2 separate regions of the Mus musculus genome follow, and region 1 is linked to region 2. The links are chromatin contacts, called in public promoter capture Hi-C maps. All regions are on one chromosome and are shown on one strand. Each heading gives the region's core, a stretch centred on a gene start, on an enhancer-like site or on the middle of the called end of the contact. The rest is flanking DNA. Distances are from core to core; before and after follow the strand shown. Region 1 holds the start of Pcgf6 (polycomb group ring finger 6). Region 2 holds the start of Mrpl43 (mitochondrial ribosomal protein L43).

Region 1 (7,252 bases), core at 170-2,669, 2.0 Mb before region 2:
TTTTGTTTTTCAAGACAGGGTTTCTCTGTGTAGCCCTGGCTGTCCTGGAACTCACTCTGTAGACCAGGTTGGCCTTGAATTCAGAAATCAGCCTGCCTATGCCTCCTGAGTGCTGGGATTAAAGGCATGTGTCACCACGCCCGGCCTTTTTTAAAGATTTATTTACTTTATATACACAGTAGCTGTCTTCAGACACACCCGAAGAGGGCTTAGGATCCCATTACAGATGGTTGTGAACCACCATGTGGTTGCTAGGATTTGAACTCATGCCCTCTGGAAGAGCAGTCAGTGCTCTTAACTGCTGAGCCATCTTTCCAGCCAGCCCTGGGTTTGTTTGTTTGTTTGTTTGTTTTAGACAGTGTTTCTCTGTTATGCTCTGGCTATCCTGGAACTCACTCTGTAGACTGGCCTAGGACTCAAGAGATTTGCCCGTTTCTGCCTCAGTGCTGGGATTAAAGGTTCCTTTACCACTTGGCTCCAATTGAAAACTATATTTTATTTATTTTTCATTTTTATGTGTAGCATGTTTTGCTTGCATATATGTATGTTCACCATTTGCATCCCTGGTGCCCAGAGAGGACAAAAGACAGCATCTGGAACTAGATGGTTGTGAACAGCCATTTGGGTGCTTGGAAGAGGGGTTCTTCTTAAAGGGCCTCTCTGCACGAGCATCGAAGTGCTCTTAACAGCTGGAGCCATCTTTCCAGCTCAAGACACCTCCACGTTTAACTGTCTCAATAGTGTTCAAAAGTCCAAAGACACCCTTCAGTGGGTAAGGTCTGGAACTTTTCTCTTCCTTTTGGAGACAGGGGTGTTGGAGTGCTGCCCAGGTGGGTCTCAAATTCCTTGGCTCTAACATTCTGCCTACTCAAGGCTGAAATTAATAAGTAGGTAACCATACTTGGCTTATGTGGTTATTCTTATCAAAGCTGTCCTCTAACTTTTCCCCCTCATTTCTCAGAAATCATTTCGCGAATCAGTTCTCTCCCTCTAACATGGGTATTGAACTCAGGTCGTCACACTTGGAGGCAAATTTTTTACCTGCTGAGCCAGCTTAGGGTTTTTGTTTGTTTGTTTGGTGAGACAAGGTCTTACTAAGTAGATAGATGCCATTAACCATGGACGGAAAACCACAATTAGTCCTCAAAATGAAACCATCACTCCTAATTCAAGAACACATGGCATCTAGAGTTCAATGTTCCATGAATAAACTGGTGCAAGTAAAATACTGAAACTGTAGCATTTTAGACTCTCCTGAACAGCACACTGCAGGCTTCGACCGCGAAAACCGGTGAGCTTCCTTCAAGGCGTGGCCCACACGCCCCGCCCCAACCTGAGCAGCTCCGCCTCACCTAGGTAGCCTAGGTGAACCACACTTCCCAGCGGCCTCTGCGGAGCGCCGGCGCCTGCGCACTGGTACGAAAGGGGGCTCGTGCTCAACTCGCGCGCTAGCCGTCCGACTCGCCTTGCCTCGCTCTCAACTCGCCAGATTTCTGATCCCCGCCATGGACGAGGCTGAGACGGACGCCACGGAAAACAAGCGCGCCTCTGAGGCCAAGCGAGCCTCAGCCATGCCGCCACCGCCACCGCCTCCGCCTCCCATCTCTCCGCCCGCCCTCATCCCGGCACCCGCGGCCGGCGAGGAGGGCCCGGCGTCCCTGGGCCAGGCGGGCGCTGCCGGCTGCTCTCGCTCTCGGCCCCCGGCGTTGGAGCCCGAGCGCAGCCTGGGCCGCTTGAGAGGCCGCTTCGAGGACTACGATGAAGAGTTGGAAGAGGAGGAGGAGATGGAGGAGGAAGAAGAGGAGGAGGAAGAGATGAGCCACTTCTCTCTGCGTCTGGAGTCCGGACGGGCAGACTCCGAGGACGAGGAGGAGGTATCGACGACCCTGCCAGACCTGGCTGCGCTCGAGCGGCCTCTGGGACCCAGCGGGGCGCAGACCTGTGGTTGCCGTTGTCGCTGGAGCTCGCGGCGCTTGTGTAGCGCTCCATCCCCGCCCACCCAGGCGTGGCCTCTCTCCGGCTTCATTTATTTTGTGGAGTCCTTGCAGATCATTTAGGGCACTCTGGGTCCCGTTTTTTTGTTTGTTTTTGTTTTTGTTTTTTTTACATTCTGTAAAAGTCTTTGCGTAACGTGGAGGGAGTTAGATGTCTAAGGCTACTGGCAGGTGTACTCTTTTTTTTCTGCAGGATGTTGAGAGGGTTTGGGACCCCTCCCCCATTAAAAATAAATAACAAATGTGTGAAGAAAGGCATCCCGGGGATAGGGTGTAGGCCAGTTGATACAGTGTATCTCTGCCCTGCAGGACGCTCGGAGTTCGAGTCACAGCACTGTCTACACTGGATGTGGTAGTAGACACTTGTTACTACCAACATTCGTGAGGCAGAGGCAGCAAGTTCAAAGTCATCCTTGGTAATGTGGGGAGACCAGGCAGGTTTAAGGGCTTTTTGTAAACCAACAAAAGAACAGGTGCCTTTCACTGTTAGTTTCCTATATGTCAGAGAACTGGGACCGCTTAGATACAGTGTTTTCTTTAGATTGGATATTTTGAAGGGTTGGAGTGCAATTAAGTTACACTGCTTATAATGAAATCTTGGGATCATGGCTTAACTTGTTTTGAAATGAGACCTTGTAGTGTTGGCTTTGGACTGGGTTTGATGTTGTGATTTTAAAAAGATAAAGGGGTATTAATATATGTTCTATGGGGGTGTGGCGAGGTGTGGGGGAAGGGGGTGCCCCAGCGGGCCCATGCCAAGGCATCCCTTACCCCTGAGGGACCAGCCACACGACGATATAGTATAGAATAGAGTTTATTCAGGGCATGGGGAGGGAAGTTAAGAGGGTAGTAGAGGCAGAGAGAGAGAGACAGAGTAGAGAAGTGGAGGAGGGCCATGACCACGTGTAGAGAGGGCGGGAAGGGAATGGGGAGAGAGATGGAGCAAGGGAGGGAAGAGGCAAGGGAGAGAAGCAGGAGTAAGAGGAGGGGGCAAGCAGTCCCTTTTATAGTGGGCCAAACCTACCTAGCTGTTGCCAGGTAACTGTGGGGAGGAGCATACCTGGCTGTTGCCAAGTAACTGTGGGGGTGGAGTCCAGACCCTACCAACACTCTTGGGCTCAGATGTCACAGCTGACTTGTGTAAGTTGGAATATAGGCATTAGACTTCCTACTTGCAGCTAGCTTCTGAATTTGAGAAGGGAAAGGCTTGTATCCTAAAATGGTTACTGTTGCACTTACAGCGCCTGATAAACCTTGTCGAGCTGACCCCCTACATCCTGTGTTCGATTTGCAAAGGTTACCTGATAGATGCAACCACCATTACAGAGTGTCTTCATACCTGTAAGCACATAGTTCGCATTTCCGAATGGTGTTTTAAAAATGTGAAGATGTCTGTAAACCATCCTAAATTAAACATTTTTTCTCTTTCACTAGTTTGTAAAAGCTGCATTGTGAGACATTTTTACTATAGTAACAGATGCCCAAAATGCAACATAGTTGTCCACCAGACTCAGCCTCTTTATAATATAAGGTAAGAATATACACACTTAAAATGTATCCACATTTAAAATCATTGTTGCCAGTGTTTTTTGTTTTTTTTTTTTTTCTGAAATCTTGACATTGTGCAGTTGGGGGTAAATCCTTTGAATGCTATCAAAACGAGAAGGAAGGGAACTGCACAAGAAGTGTGTGTGGAGCACTTACTGTGTATCAGGCACAGACGGCTAGATCTGCTGGAGACTTTAAAAGCAAAACTCAGTGTGTAGACCATGCTGGCTTTAACCTCAGATCCACATGCCTCTGCGTCCCGAGTCTGGGATTAAAGGCGTGTGCAGCACAGCACCTAGCTTCAGCAGTCTGTTTGTTTTAACTTTTATGTGTGCATGTGTACCACATGTGTACTTGGGGCTTTTGGAGTCACAGGAGATGGTTGGATTCTCTGGAACTGAGAGTCACAGATGGTCTTCTGGAAGAGCAGCCAATGCTCGTCTCCGTCTCTGCAGCTGAGATGGAACGCAGCAATTAAAATGCAGTCCGGCATCAAGTTCACGTTCTTACCAAGCATGCAAGACCAAGGAGCAATGCTCCTAAGAGAAAATAGTGAATTCATTTTGTACCTAAATTCTTTTTTGGATTCTGAGATATTCTCCATTCTTCTTTTTATTAGGTTGGACCGGCAGTTACAAGACATAGTATACAAATTAGTGATCAATCTAGAGGAAAGTAAGTTTCTTTTATTTCATAGTTGTGAATCCCAAAGTCTCTGTCTCTGTTAGTTACATCGTAAGTGTAGTAATTTAGTCTGTGTTTTATCATTTTTTTAGGAGAAAAAAAGCAAATGCATGACTTCTATAAAGAAAGAGGTCTAGAAGTCCCCAAGCCTGGTAAGTTTGGATGTGTTCTGCATTCACAGATTAAAGAACAAACTGTTGTTGAGGTGCTGTCCTCATTCCTGTCCTGTCACAAGTAGACCTAGTGGAGGCCACTCGGGCTAGAAGAGGTTTAGTTAGCTCACAGCTCAGGTTACATCACCCTACAGGGAAAGCCGGGGAGTGAGGGAGAACCAGTACCAAGAGACGGCACTTGCTGCCTGCTCATACAGTTGTCTCTCTCATACAGTCTAAGACTCAAACCCAGGGGATGCCACCGCCCACTTTTGGGGTGGGTCCTCCCAGGCTTGCTCTCGTCCCTCCTTAAGACCCTTCCCTGGTGATTCTTGGTTAAGTCAATTGGAATGAAAATGAAAACAACCATCACGGGTGCTTTGAAGGTAATGCTGCAGGGTAACCCAAGTAACATTTTGTAAGAACTAAGAGGACTGACTGGGTGTAGTAGTTCAAGCCTGTGAGCTCAGCACTCAGGAACCTGAGTCTGGAGGATTGCCGTGAGTTCAAGGCCAGCTCGGGCAACATGATGAAACACTTCATTTAAAAAAGGAAAGTGTAAGCCGGGCGTGGTGGCGCACGCCTTTAATCCTAGCACTTGGGAGGCAGAAGCAGGCGGACCTGGTCTACAGAGTGAGTTCCAGGACAGCCAGGGCTACACAGAGAAACCCTGTCTCGAAAAACCTAAAAAAAAAGGAAAGTGTGAGTGAGAGAGAGATGAACAGACTCAGGCGCTAGATTTTGTGAGTTTGTTCCTAGCGCTGCCACTTTATTAGGTTAGGTGACTTTAACAAACATGTCTAAAATAAAGATGAATATGACATTATTAAACACATTTCTTTGAGACGTGGTTTCTCTGTGTAGCCTTGGCTGTCCTGGAACTCACTCTGTAGACCAGGCTGGCCTCGAACTCATTGATGTCCACCTGCCTCTGCCTCCCCTGTGCTAGGGTTAAGTGCATGTGCTACCACTGCCCTGCTGATACCAGCACTTTTACTAACGCTGGGCACAAAGTAACTTATGTGTAATAGCCACATGGAGCTCAGGTAGATTAGGGCTGAAATCCTGCTTCTTCTGTTACTTTGTGACCTTAAGCAGATTGTTTCATCCACTAGGGTTCAGTTTCTTTATCAGTTTTTTTTTAAAGTGCAGATGTAATACACTTTACAAGGATTAAATGAGAGTATATGTAGCATGCTAACCTCAGTAATTGTACATGGTATTTGTAAAGTGTTATCTATAAGTGCTGTACTGTTTTAATGAACTCTCTGTGACCCTGATAAATGAGTCATGTCTGCCTTCCACTGGGGAGTGGTCCCTATTGTGTGTGTCTGTCTCTCTCTTTTTTTAAGATTTATTATGTATACAGCATTCTACCTGCATGTACACCTGCATGCCAAAAGAGGGCACCAGATCTCTTAATAGATGGTTTTGAGCTGGGAATTGAAGTCAGGACCTGTGGAAGAGCAGTGCCTTTGAGCCAACTTTCAGCCCTATTGTATATTTATTTTTTTAACATATTTAGAGAGAGTATGCATGTATATGTATCTACACATGTGTTTGTATTTTCTTTTGTGTGTGTGTGTGTGGGGGGGTTCTCGACAGGGCTTCTCTGTCTAGCCCTGGCTGTCCTGGAACTTACTCTGTAGACCAGGCTGGTCTCGAACTCAGAAATCCACCTGCCTCTGCTTTCCGAGTGCTGGTATTAAAGGTGTGCGCCACCATGCCCGGCTCGTGTTTGTATTTTCTTACACAGGTATCCACTTGGCAGGACTCCCTCTCCTTGCCACGTGTGGCCTAGGAGAGAGACTCACTTGGTAACAAGCACCGTTACCAACTGAACCTTTTTCCCCCACTTTAAGATTACTGATTTGACAGATTAATTGGTAATTTTAAGGAAAAGGAGACTTGATCAGGACTTGATATTTTGGTCAACAGTTGTAATACTTGTGTGATTCATTCCTTAAAGATCTCAAGTTTGTGAAAATTTTAATCCTACATCAGGTTCTTTGTTTTCATCTCAAATAGCTGCTCCACAGCCAGTCCCTTCAAGCAAAGGAAAAACCAAGAAGGTCCTAGAGTCAGTGTTTCGTATTCCACCTGAACTTGATATGTCTTTATTACTTGAGTTCATTGGGTGAGTGACCTGAAAAATTTACCATTTGCTTATTTTTGGAATTTCAAAGTAAGATTTTACATTTAGCCTAGGCTAGCCTTGAACTCGACACATTCGTTCTCTTGTGTTTGATATGCACTTGGTAAACCACCATGCTATGCTGGGCTGGCCTCTTACTACCTTTTGGGGCTATCGAGATGGCCCAGTGGTTAGAAACATTTGCTGTTCTTGCACAGGACATGGTGGTTTAGTTCCCAGTCATGTCATACAGCTCACGACTCACAACTGTCTGTAAGTCCAGTGTCAGAGGGTCTGGCAACATCTTGTACAGGATGCATACACTCAGGACACACACATTAAGTAAATACATTTTATTTTTAGGTTTATTTTTTTGTGTTATGAATGTTTTGTTTGCATGTATGTTATAAGCGTGTACGATGTAAATGCCTGATGTTGAAGGAGTTGGGAGAAGGGTGTTGGATGCCTTGTAACTGTCCTTACAGACAGCTGTTAGCTGCTTGGTGGGTGCTGGGAACCCAGGTCCTCTGTAAGAGCAACAAGTACTTTTAACTGCTGAATTATTTGTTTTTCTTTAAAGAAAGAAAATTGTTTTTTAGCTTTAAAGTCGTGACTTTTCTTCTCAAGGCAGTTCTTTAGTCCATAGTTGCCTGGAATTTTTGGTTTTGTCTTTTTTTTTTTTTTTTTTTTTTCTTTTTTTCCGAGACAGGGTTCTCTGTATAGTCCTGGCTGTCCTGAAA
Region 2 (7,259 bases), core at 2,155-4,654:
TCAAGGGCAGCCTGGTCTACATAATGAAATCCAGGACAGCCAGAGCTATCAAGAGAGACCTGTCTCTAATTAATTAATTATCTCCTTAAAAAGTAACTGGGTGGGCTGGTGAGATGGCTCAGTGGGTAAGAGCACCCGACTGCTCTTCCGAAGGTCCGGAGTTCAAATCCCAGCAACCACATGGTGGCTCACAACCATCTGTAACAAGATCTGACGCCCTCTTCTGGTGTGTCTGAAGACAGCTACAGTGTACTTACATATAATAAATAAATAAATTTAAAAAAAAAAAAAAAAAAAAAAAGTAACTGGGCTCTGAGGGTCTTACCTGATGCTCTGTTGTCCGTGGAAAGTCATGAAGTAGAGAGGCAGGTCCTCAAAACGGTCTGCCCACTCTTCATACTTGTCCAGTTGCTCTTCCAGCCGTGTCACAGCAAACTGGGTCAGCATGACCCGGGCTAGTCTCACGTTGCTGATCTCAAAGCTACCCCACAGTGTGTTCACTCCCTGGGTACACAAGTCCAGGGCATACTCACTGATGAATGTTGTCTTGCCACTGCCTGTTGGCCCTATAGGGGGACGGACAAAGCTCTGAGTTAAGAGGAGAGTCTGGCAGCACATGAGAGGCAGAAGCAGGAGCGTCTCTTAGTTCAAGACCAGCCTCGTCTATAGAGTTCCAGAACAGCCAGGGCTACACAGAGAGACCCTGTCTCAAACAACCAAAAACAAAAACAGAGGGCTGGAGAGATGGCTCAGCAGTTAAGCATGCTGACTGCTTTTCCAGAGGTCCTGAATTCAATTCCCAGCAACCATGCAGTGACTCACACAACCATCTGTATTGAAATCTGATGCTCTCTTCTGGTGTGTCTGAAAACAGTTACAGCGTAACCATATATATATAATAAATACATCTTTAAAACAAGAAACAAACAAAAAAGGAGATGAAAGTCTGGTCTTTGAACCAAGATTCCAGTCAAAGTTGAGAGGGGAAGCCTCCTTTTAACACTGCCAGCAGGGAGCTGGAGAGATGAAGCGGTAATTGAGAGCACTTGTTGCTCTTGCAGAAGACCTGGATTTGATTCCCAGCGCCCACGTGGTGGCTCACAACCATCTGCAAGTCCAGTTCCAAGTGATATACACACATAAGCGAAGCATTCATGCACATAGACACTGCCAATGGCCAAACCCCACATACTTTGTCACCATCTTGTCTAATCCTTTACCTAAGTCACTGATATTTTTATAATACTACTTTATGGATATGGGTGTTTTAGCTGCATGTGTGTCTATGGATTACAGGTACGCTTGGTGTCCTTAGAAGGCATCAAATCCCCCCAGAACTGGAGCTGCAGACAGTTGTGAGCCACTATATGGGTGATGGAAATATAACTCCAAGTCCTCTGCAAAAGCAGCCAGTACTCTTAATCACTGAGCCGTCTCTCCAGCTCCGAAGCAGTGATCTTATAGAGTCACCTGTAAAGACCGTCAACTCGCCCTTCCGATGTCCCTTCAGCAGACGATTCAGGTCTGGGAAGCGGCTCCAACGGACACCAGCCGCTTGCTCTACATTTGACAGTTCTCCTAAAACCTCCTCTCGGAGCTGCCGAAAAGACACAATAGACTTGTGCCAGGCAGGTAGGGCGGTACGAAGAATACGGGGAAGACTTAAGCCTTGGTTTAAGGCCTCCAGGGGACGAGGCTGTTGGTTCCCAGGCCTCACCAGAGAGCATCGCTTGGGGTTGAGTTTTCGAGCAAACAGTTTGGCAGCTTCCCAGGATCGAAGGTCATCTCCTAACCAGAACACAATCCGACGGAACTGTTCAAGGTAAGGCAGTAAGGCTGGGGGTAAGCAGACTGTCCCTCGGGGTAGGGAAAGGGTTGGCAGCCCCGTCGACTGGCTCAAGGCCAGGCTGTCCAGTTCACGACTTGTCACAACCACCTCAGTATCTCTCCGGCTGATCAGTGGTAATCCAAATAGGTTGTGATAGACACCAGGCCGGGGGATGGTGGTCTCTACATACTGTACTCCATTTTCCTGACCCTCAGCCCCTAGTAGCTTCAGGCCACGTAATCCTGAGCTCCCAGGGGTGAACCAAGGGAAGACCAGACTTCGAGCAGATCGAAGATAGCGGACACTGAATCGCCTGAGTGTGTCATCTGTCACCTTGGTAAGGCCAAACATCACACGAGCTAGCTGGGCTTCCTCAGGGTCTGGAAGCTCCCAAAGAGGTATGGCTCGGTTCCAGATCCTCAAGACCTCCTCCCTAACCTCAGCTTCTGGGCCTTCCCTAAGTAGGACACCCTCTTTGGCCCCATCCCCTCGTCCCTCCACACTGGCCTGCAAGTCTTCCCAGCTCCCTTCTGCTAGGCTGGTCATGCAAAGAAAGTGTCCTGTGGTCTTGTCAATGAAGAGGCAGAAGGAAGTGGGAGCGTCCTTTTTCTCATTTTTGATGTCTGAGGACACCACAAAGGGACTTGGTGCTCGAAGGCAGCTGTGGCCATCCTGGAAGGGGATCCCATGTGCACGTAAATACTGGCGGATTTCAGTCGTAGTCACCGGCGACACTGGCATCTCTAAGGCTGGGAGCGCTTCTTTTCTGTACCTTCTGCGGGGAGGGCCTGGCGCCAAGCTTCTGGGCAGGCCCCTCCTACCCACCCACTCGCCACGCAGTGGCAGCAAGATCCGGAGGGGATATGCACGTCGGAGAAGAAGCCACATTCCTAATGGAGTGGGACGCCACTACTGCAAAAGCTTTTGTTGTCTGGTTCAGTGCCTTCACTAAACCAGACCCTAGGAAACCTTCTACAAGGCACTCGCAGAAATCACTCCTACTGGCTTTTCTCTTTATCCCTCCTCAAACTTCTTCACGAACACAGTTCTTACTCCCCTCGGTTGCCTGTGTATTGCTACTTCATCCCTACACACCTACACTGCCCTTTCGCGTCTACGCCTCTCTCTGAGGATTCTCCTATCTCTAGGTCCTTTACGGATTTCTCTCCACCAGCTCACTTCTAGATCCTTCTACGGTCCCTCGATCTAAACGGCTTCTCTGTATCATCTCTTCACGTCTACTACCCCTCTACGGACTCTCCTGGCTAACCTCATCTCTACCGCTTTCTGCATCCCGTCTGAACCCCAACTCCAGGCGCTCCGAGCCCCCAGCGCTCACAGGCACTCTCCACACTGCTGGAGGTCACGCGCTCCGGCCCGGCTTCCTCACTGGCTCCCTTGCTCTGCCCTCCACTTCAAAGCTCCACGCTCCCGCCCCCAGCTTCGCGTCACCACTCTCCTTTCTAGTGTTCTGTCCGCAACGTGGGTCGCCCGCTCGCACGCGCTACTCGCGGTGACTCCGGAAGCAAAACTCTCCAGGGCGCCCATGCCACAACCCCGGAACCGGAAGTCACCGGTTAGTCCCGCCCCCCGGCTCCGCGTCCTGGCTCTCTAACCGTAGCCATGACCGGTCGCGGGACTTCGAGCCGCTTTCTGACCAGCGTCCTCCATAATGGGCTAGGGCGTTACGTGCAGCAGCTGCAGCGCCTCAGCCTCAGCCTCAGCCGGGATGCGCCCTCGTCCCGCGGCGCCAGGTGAGGCACGCGGAAGCGGGAGCGCCGGAAAGGGAGGCGGGGAGCTATGGGGCTGGGTTCGGGCCACCGTACTCACCTTCGCCGGGTCTCGCAGGGAGTTCGTGGAACGCGAGGTGACCGACTTCGCCCGACGGAACCCAGGAGTCGTAGTATACGTGAACCCGCGCCCGTGCGCCATGCCACGAATAGTGGCCGAATACCGTGAGTGGGGCCGAGCTAGGGCGGGGGTGGGCGGCGCGGGATCCCGGCTTGCCCGCTGCGTTCTGTTTGTCTGATTTCCGACCTGGCGCCTTCCACTCATCCCCTCCACGTCCCTCTCCCAGTTAATGGGGCTGTGCGCGAGGAAAACGTCAACAGCAAGTCGGTGGAGGAGATCAAGTCGTTGGTGCAGAAGCTGGCAGACCAGTCCGGCTTGGATGTGATCCGCATCCGCAAGCCCTTCCACACGGACAACCCGAGCATCCAGGGCCAGTGGCACCCCTTCACCAACAAACGGACTGCCCTCCACGGGCTGCGGCCCAGAGAACTCCGGGATTCTGCTCCAGCTTCGATGCAAGCACAGTAAAGAACCAGGCGCTTTGGACCGTGAGAGGGATAGGATTGGTTCCTCTTTTGGATTTCAAGCTCAGGCCGAGTAGGTGGGTGGAGCCTACCAGCCGGGGCGTGGCCTGAGATAAAGAAGAACCTTTTCCTTTGCCCACTTGTAGCTAGGTGCAGTGACCTTGTGAATACCCTAATTCTGATTCAATTGGCCTCCTTGCAAGCTGAGATGTGAGAAGTGTACAACACTTGTACAAGGACCGTGTTTTCTGAAATACGAATAATAATGACTTCAAAACACATGAAAGAGTCTGGAGGCTGTCTTCTGAAGGACACGGGATGCCCTGTTGCTCTTGCTGGTATGGCATTGGGCAAGGCACCTTATATCCGTGTTTGTGTGCAGTTTAGGAAGTTGAAGATGAGCCTGGCGTTGGTAGTGCATAACCTTTAATCCCAGCATTTGGTTGGCAGAGGCAGATGAATCTCTGCGTTTAAGGCCAGCTTGGTCTACAGAGTGAGTTCCAGGACAACCCAGTCTCAAAAACTAAAAATGAAATAAAAAAGAAAAAGAAAACTGAAGTCATTAAGACTATATTTGAAGGGGCTGGTGAGATGGCTCAGCAGGTAAGAGCACCCGACTGCTCTTCCAAAGGTCCTTAGTTCAAGTCCCGGCAACCACATGGTGGCTCACAACCATCTGTAAGAAGATCTGATTCCCTCTTCTGGTGTGTCTGAAGACAGCTGCAGTGTACTTACATATAATAAATAAATCTTTAAAAAAAAAAGCAGTGTTTAAAAAAAAAAGACTATATTTGAAGATTGATTATCTATCATGTGTATAAATACATGCCTGCATGTATTTCTGTGCACGGTGCGCATGCAGTGTCCATGGAGGCCAGAAGACAGTGTAGGGTCCCCTGGAACTGGAGTTACAGGCAGTTGTGAGCCACCATGTTGGTGCTGGGAATTGCACTTGTGTCTTTTAAAAGAACAGTCAGTCTTTTATCCACCTGAGCCATCTCTCTAGCCTCTCAAAGTCACAATTCAAAAATTTGTACTTTTTCTCAAGATGTAGATCTCACTATGTAGCTCTGGTTGTCCAGGATCACTATGTAGACCAGGCTGGCTTCAAACTCACAGAGACCTGTCTGCCTCTGCTTCCCAAGTGCTGGGACTAACGGTGTGCGCCACTGTGCTCGGCTCACGGTGTAGGCGTAGTTTCAGCATAAGCCAGTCTTTTAACTCCAAACTAGAAGCAGAACATAAAACCTTTCAATGGTTAGTGTCAAAGGCAGTGTGACTCAGCATCTCAGAGCAGGTCCCCTCACAGAACGGAGCCATGTCTCTCCCTGGATGGAGGAGTGGGACGTGCTGAAAAGCTTGGGGAGGAGCACAGCCAGCAGGAAGCGGCTTCCAGACTTACGGTAATCAAGGCAAGGGCTGCAAGGTGGCTCAGGGGTTAAAACCACTTGCTGCTCTTCTGGAGGCCTGGGGTTCAATGCTCAGCAACCACACAGCAATCAGTGACCGTCTGTTATGGTTCTGGGGACCTGGATGGTTCCAGGGTTCATGGTGTTTAAGGGTATCAGGCAGTGGGGAGTCAGAGAGGGAAGGGAAAGGCCTTCATGTGGTGGTACAGCTTTTAATCACCAACACTTGAAAGGCAGAGGCAGCCAGATAGATGAGTTCAAGGCCAACCTAGTCTACATAGAGGGTTCTAAGCCAGTGAGGACTACACAGTAAGACCATGTCTTTTTAAAAAAAAAAAAAAAAAAAAGGCAGAGCTGGGTAGATGGCTCAGGATATAAAGGCAGAGCTGGGTAGATGGCTCGATATATAAAGGCAATCCCTGGCCACTTGAGTTTGGTCCCCCTAGATCTCACATAGTGAGAGAAGCAGCAAACAGGTTCTCTGGCCTTGTCCTCTGACCTGCACATATGCACCCTGGCATGGTCAAGCATATGTGCACACACACAACAAGGAGCTGTTATTGTGCATCAGTAGTTGCACAGATCTAGGAGCTGGCAACAGCTCAAATAACAGTGAGATTCCCTGTCTGCAAAGATACAGGAGGGGGGCCAGGAGCAAACGCTGGGAATCCTTGTGACTTCTTGAGCCGCTCTGATTTTGTCCCCCTTAACATCATCATCAGGGAGTAAAATGAGCCCCTAACTCATGGTCCCTGTACCTGCCCGACTCAGCAAAGGCAGAAGCAGATCTCATTCCCAAAGCTACCCCTAGATGAAGAAATCTCTGGAGCACCTTCTCCATAAGCCAGAAATCTGTTTCTGGTAAAGCCAGTCTAGACCAAGCAGACACTCAAAGCTGTGGGGAAAGAGGGCATTTATTAGCCAATGTCAGGAGGAGCAGAGCCCAGGCTCCCCATTCCATCACATGCCTGTTCCACCCACCTGGGTGATGAGTGGGGGCATTCCTGAAGAAGTACAGCCATTCTCACAATAAATACATTCATTGTGGGGTGGAGGTGGGAGAGGTATGGGTGAAGGACAGTAAAAACTCGTGGGGTTCCACGTTCTCAGCTACAAAAATAACAGTCATCCTCACCCAAGAGGAATGGGGGGCTCAGTCAGGGTTGATTGTCCCATGTGGGCCTGGAGACATCTGAGGCCCTTGGACCTTGAAAGTGCCCTGGTGAGGTAGGACAGGGATGGGAGCCAAGCATCCACACGCCCAGCCTCTGCCCTTTGCATAGTTCCAGGAGTGGGCTTCATGTGCCAGGTGAGATAGCAGATCACTTCCTCCTGCTCTGGCCTAGGAGAAGCAATCACTTGGTCCCTAAGAGGGAAGCTGGCTCATTGAGTGCAGTGTTGGCCACTTGTCCTAGTTCAGTGAGGACCGATAAATGGGAAGGGAAATCTTCCTTTGAAATATCCATGGACCAAACCTAGTAGACACAGGTCTGACGGAGGCAGCAAGGGGGAAGTTCAGAATGTACATGTGGGTGGAAATGTAAGCACTTGATCTGGGAAAGGCCATGCCTGGAGCCCTGGCAGCCTTACATGTGAATGAGAGGAGGAGGGAGGCTGACTCCAGGGCTGCGGAGGAAGGAGAGCACTGATGCTTCTCCTCCCAGTCTCCTGCCAGGGGGTTACCACACGGGGCTGGGGCTGGAAAGA

Evidence for each region. Promoter capture Hi-C pulls out the DNA fragments that hold promoters and counts their contacts.
Region 1: a promoter capture Hi-C map of embryonic stem cells shows a contact between it and region 2, with 3 times the contacts expected there. The contact joins the promoter of Pcgf6 here to the promoter of Mrpl43 in region 2.

Annotation. Positions count from the first base shown.
Region 1 is chr19:47,045,073-47,052,324 of GRCm38.p6, reverse strand. It overlaps Pcgf6 (polycomb group ring finger 6), which reads left to right and starts at 1,419. Exons shown (of 10, transcript NM_027654.3): 1 at 1,419-1,874; 2 at 3,236-3,335; 3 at 3,429-3,525; 4 at 4,162-4,217; 5 at 4,319-4,378; 6 at 6,407-6,515. The coding sequence starts at 1,506.
Region 2 is chr19:45,002,587-45,009,845 of GRCm38.p6, reverse strand. It overlaps Mrpl43 (mitochondrial ribosomal protein L43), which reads left to right and starts at 3,404. Exons shown (of 3, transcript NM_053164.3): 1 at 3,404-3,582; 2 at 3,677-3,783; 3 at 3,906-4,832. The coding sequence starts at 3,452. The coding sequence ends at 4,147. Twnk (twinkle mtDNA helicase) reads right to left here and starts at 3,288. Exons shown (of 5, transcript NM_153796.4): 1 at 1,471-3,288; 2 at 326-566. The coding sequence starts at 2,716. Sema4g (sema domain, immunoglobulin domain (Ig), transmembrane domain (TM) and short cytoplasmic domain, (semaphorin) 4G) reads right to left here. Exons shown (of 15, transcript NM_011976.1): 15 at 6,451-7,259.